Regions from separate parts of the Drosophila melanogaster genome. Here region 1 is linked to region 2. A link is a contact called in public Hi-C data. All regions are on one chromosome and are shown on one strand. The core of a region is the stretch at or near the end of the contact, and the rest is flanking DNA. Distances in the headings are between cores, read along the strand shown. Region 1 holds the start of mop (myopic). Region 2 holds the start of RasGAP1 (Ras GTPase activating protein 1).

Evidence for each region. A called contact is a pair of places that touch in the nucleus more often than the background predicts.
Region 1: a Hi-C map of the Kc167 cell line shows a contact between it and region 2, with 2.6 times the contacts expected there. A contact is called at or near these places in 4 of 107 Hi-C or Micro-C datasets (the Kc167 cell line, the S2 cell line, embryo and 1 more).

What each region holds. Positions count from the first base shown.
Region 1 is chr3L:14,774,789-14,777,488 of dm6, forward strand. mop (myopic) reads right to left here and starts at 1,341. Exons shown (of 9, transcript NM_140465.3): 1 at 1,124-1,341; 2 at 1-719. The coding sequence starts at 1,207. bmm (brummer) reads right to left here. Exons shown (of 8, transcript NM_140466.2): 6 at 2,551-2,700; 7 at 2,318-2,453; 8 at 1,708-2,197. The coding sequence ends at 2,407.
Region 2 is chr3L:9,853,936-9,856,635 of dm6, forward strand. It overlaps RasGAP1 (Ras GTPase activating protein 1), which reads right to left and starts at 1,350. Exons shown (of 5, transcript NM_168382.2): 1 at 730-1,350. The coding sequence starts at 877.

The DNA of each region.
Region 1 (2,700 bases), core at 91-2,590, 4.9 Mb after region 2:
CGCTTCTCCTCGGAATGTTGGCCCTGGTATAGGTACAATATGCAGGTGAGATAGTTGATCTTGAAGCGAACGTACTTCTTCCACAGTTTGTACACAGAACTATCGATGACTTGAGCCACTGGACCATCATCTCCTCCCGTAAGAAGAGCAGCCAGTGCAGCTCCATAGTAAACCACAATCTGCGCCGTCACTTTGGCCACAATATGCGGTTTCCTATTGTCGATTAGCGACTTCTCGAGTATGCATTCCTGAGCTTGGGCAAAGCACACCTGTTGCTGAAAGACCAGCAGCTCTGGGGTCATAAAATCCCCTCCGCCATTGACATTGGCATAGCGTTCTCTCAGCTCTCCATAGGCCCAAGCAGCCGCCTGGAAGTGAGTGCAGGCCATCTTCATTCCATCCACATCGCCACGGGTCACCGACGCTCCGGACTGAGTGTGCAATGCGGCAATGTTGAACAGCACCGCAGCCCGTTCGAATCGCAGATCAGTGACCTCGTGAACGGCACTGTGATAGAGATCCTTCCATTTAAAGGTGAAGATTCCGCGATCCGCCAGCTGTGGAAATCGATTCTGAAGGGCGTGTAGCTGGCAATAGTAGCGTTTCATCACCGGCGCTCCATCTTTCGTGGTGTGCATGGCCTGGTTGCGCAAAGTCTCCAGGGCATGGACCTCTTTGGAGTAAGCCTCTGGATCTTCATGATAAAATTCCGCGATGTACTGGAAGTAAAACGTGAAATGTTTTAAGTTGGATTTTTGTTATGGAGTTTAGTGTAGGAAAACAAGAATATATTTTAGGGTAAATGGGTTTTCATGGGGAATTAAGTGCAATAACCCAACAAACTGCCAGTGTTTGCTTATAACTTTTTATTTGTTTGCCAATTTAATCAGATGACGACGATGACTCAGCCGCCAGACAAAGGGGGCTTAAAAGTTGGTGAAAACGGAAAATGCAATGGAGCAAATGGCATGGTGAGAATGGGAATTTCGATTCCAATATGAATCCAATAAGCAACGCATTTTCCCAATTTGACCGATAATTCCGTTTCACCAAGTTGTCTCCTCTTTGTTTTGCTGGCTCTCTTAATTATTTCACTCCCCCTTTCGCACTCTCTTCCTTTTACCTTTTTCAAAGCCGCAAAGGAGGTTCCCTCGGGACTCGATTTTAGGGCGAACCAGAGCATATGCAAACGGGGCACCGCCTCCATGGTGATTAGTTTACTTGTTGCCTGCCCAGTTGGCCTTTTATTTTACACACAATTTAAACTAATTGCTGGCAATTAATTTACCAATATCAAAACAAGATTGTTTTATGAAAAATGTTGCAGTGTGGCCGTTTCAGCTTTCTGGAAATATGCACTAAAAATGGCAGGTGCGTAGGGGGTATTCCATTCATTGGCATCGATACTTTTTAGAACGGTATTCTTTTCCAGAAGTATTAAATTTTTATGCCGATTAAATTTTATAAAGAAAATGAAATTTAAAAAATTTGATATTACGAATGCGAATGTCTAACAATTTATATAAATTGTTATAGATGGATGAAAGAAGTGCACTGCATATATATCACTGTGAACGACAGTTTACATAGTGACGAAGCGCACCATATTTTTGTTTGTTTTTTTTTTTCCTTCCTTGAATTCCCCATTAATCACAATTAGTTATTTTATTAATAGTAAATGCGCAACCAGACATTCTGTAAATATTTGTTGTTTATTTTTTTTATTGTTTATACATTATCAACTTAGGCTAAACACAGATGGGGATTTGGATGTAATACAAGTCGTGTGAGGGTGACTAATAACAAGAATGCAATTATTAGCTAATTGCCGCTTACAAACTGACGATGATACAATGGCAGCATACGGCTAAGTTAAGTTAGGTACATACGTTGGTCGTACTAAGACTAATTTAGACTAATGGAAACGCTACTAGGCTTTTCGCTTTGCTACGAGCCGCTTTGGAGATGTTTCGATACAGTTCCTAAGAGGATTGCCCCCTCCCCATTACTAATTACCCCTCAATTTCTATATACATGTCGCTGCTGTGCGTGGAGGCCGTGGAGCTAAAAGTCTGATCAACCTCGGGATCACTTAGCACACTAGCATCCGACTCGGTCTCCAGGTCCAGGCGGGAGAATTGTGGCGCTGATGTTTTACTATCCTCCACATTTGGTGTATGCGCATCGATGAAGAAGTCTGTGGAGCATGAGAAAGTAAGACAGAGTTTAGTTTAACCATTCATAAGAGCGAACTATATAAAATGAAATTTTGTTATGGGAATATACGGGGGAGTGATTGCAAATTTAGATCATTTACCTGCGCCAACGATTTAAAATTTGGACTTAATGCTTGAGTGGGTGAAGGGTTATGGAGGTGCATTTATAGTCGTTTAGTTTGTAAGTGCTTTAAAAGGCTACGTCGTGTAGTTCAGGAGTCGTGGGCATTACTTGTACTGCAAAAAATGTTTGGTGTTGATTCAAATGATACGATTTCTCTACGTAATGATGTGATTTTTGAATTGAAAGTGCGGTCGTTTCACAAATACCAACCTGATTCGACGCCATTCCATTCGCTGACCACCGTATTGTGGCTGTGCTGGTGGGGATTGGGGTGATCTTCGACAGAGCCTTCGTAGATCTGCAGATCGGTGGCCAGCTTGTCGTGCTCCGTTATTTCGTCAAAGTCAAAGATCTCGGTTA
Region 2 (2,700 bases), core at 100-2,599:
AAGTACACCGAATTCGAAAATTCCATTCATAAAAAAACCCACACATTGTTGCTGGGATCTCTCTGCCGCTTGTGTGTGTGCGTTTGTCGCGTGTGTGTGAGCATGCGCTGGAGCGTCTCACAGACACATGCTTGATTTCCGATTCATTCACAAAAAGGGGCGCATTCAAAACTGCGGGGGGTGTGCTGGGCGATGAAGGAGGAAGAGCGGTTCTGGGGGTGGGTCAAGAAGCGAATGCCGTAACATTCAGCCTGGTCATCCATTACTTCTCAAACGGCAGCAACAACAAATGTATTGCACTGCTGCTGCACGAAAAAAAAACACACACACACAGGGAAAAAGGCAACAGAAACACACACGCACAGAGCAACACGCGAGTCAGAGCGGGACAGCATGCTTATACACTTGAACGCAATATGCATTTCTAGAACAAAAACACATTTGTTTTCTCAATTAATCGACTTTCTTTGCCTCAACTCGCACAAATTTCGGTTTGCCATTAGATTACACAACATTTTGGAAAACTTTTAGACATATTCTCCCGATTCTATGTTGTTTTCTGCTTGGAAGAGGCTCCGCGGGGCAAACGGCGACGCTGTCAAAATTCCAGCACACTTTGGAACATAAAAAACGCACGTTGCTGCGCGTATTTCACTCAACGTTCATGCCACGCATGTTCTTCGACATATTTTTGATGTTTTTGAACGATTTCGCACTCGATTTACATACCAATTTTCACTTTTAATTGCTCTTCAATGCGCACTTCGCGTGTATCGGCCATTTTGTTGTTGTTGCTGCTTGGCTCGACGGCGACGGGCGAGTTAATATTATTGTCGTCTCGCTCGTCGAACATATAGCGCTTCTTCTTCAGCAGCATTGTGCGCTTAAAGCAGCCAGCTTTTTGTCAGCTACCCACTGGGGAACTTGCAACACGCGATTGGAAATTTATCTAACTCCTTCACTCGATCTTCACGAAACTTTAATAACTCGAAATTATTTGTTTTTCTTTAACAGGTTTATTAGCCGGCTATTTGCATTTGAATTTCATCACTCGCTGCAGCGTTGCATTGTGCATTGAGCTGGTGTGACGGGAATATGAGTCGATTTGCCGCTCACGAAATGCACTTTCCCTGTTGCTTCAGGGCTCGACTGATTTTAGTATTTCGTTTTAACTACAAACTGTTTTTTGCACGCACTAGCAGACGTGGGATTATATTATCGAAGTATGGAAAGTAATTCGGTTGCTTGAATCAGAATCGCAAAAACTTGGTTCTCCGAGTTTATTTGCTTTGCGGGTTTACACGCATCCGCGAACAACCTTTCGAAGCGGAATCAGAACTAGAGTGACCGTAGCGAGACGGTTGTATGACTCCAACGAATTAGTGTGACCTTAGCACGGTGCCCCGAAAATACCACGGGAAACGCAAATGATTAATGTTTGCTTAATAATTTGTTTGAAGCAGATATGTTTTAAAATAATTTTTTTATTTTATTCAACAACGGCTTATGCTTATTAAGTTAAGCACAACAGTAAGGTTTTCATTAAAAATGTTTAAGTTTAATTTCGATATTTCACCAGTTCTGGCTATCGAATATATATCGTTAGCTCCAACAAACAGTTATATATTTTGTAATTTATTTAAAATTGATTATTATTAAACACTGAATTTTTGGTTTTTTTTATTTTAACTTGAGGTTTAATTGATGTTTTTATTAATTCCGATTGGTTTTTAGTTGCTTAACTTTGAAACACACTCCGAATTACGAACGTGTTGCAGGTCGGCCGAAATGGAACTGAATTAAAATTTCCAAGCGGCAAGTGTACACATGCACCTCCCAAAAATTTTGTGAATGAAAACGCACACACGCAGCAGCGGTCACCTACACTTAAACACACACACATGTTGCACCGGCGCCACCAACAGCGGAAACAACCGAAGATCGCCGGCAGAGAAAGTCGAGGCATATGCGACTTAAGAAGGGCGGTACAAAGCAATAAAAAACCCTGTTTTGTTTATGATCGATCGTTAAGGAATTATATCAGAAAGCAATGTTTATTTTTAAATTCAACCAGTTTAAGATTCATATCTATTCCAATAACCATGTATCAATAGCTAGTTATGCTTAGCAAAGTAAGTAAAAATCAAATGCCCGGCTGTTTATACCGTAGCGCACATTACGTGGGCGTTCTGGATCGCAGACAGTCCACAGGAACCCGAGGAACTACATAGTACACACATATGTACATTAAAAGTACACAAATATTCAGAAACAAGGCAGTGAAATGTGAAATTCACACGGCATCCGGACAGCAACGCCGCTTATGTTTTTCTTTACGCATATGTTGCTTCTGCTCCTTGCCTTGGAAACCACATGCATCACAACAACAACAAGAACAACAACTGGCAGGGAGAGATCAACAAGTGAGGCGGTGCATCTTATCACAACTGCCGCCAATAAGTGGAAGTGGTCGGGTCAACATTTCGGATGGTTGCTCGGCTGGGTTTCATTGTTTTCGTATGCCCTGCATTTGATCTAGTCACTTCAACTGCACTGAGCAAAATAATTGTATATAAAATAAATTATAATTGTAAATACTATAACACAGTTATAGTTTATAGTAATTGTAATAATTTAAAGAGACTTATCGAAAATTAACATTTCCCTTTAGTATATGCTTTTAAAGTGTATCATAATATT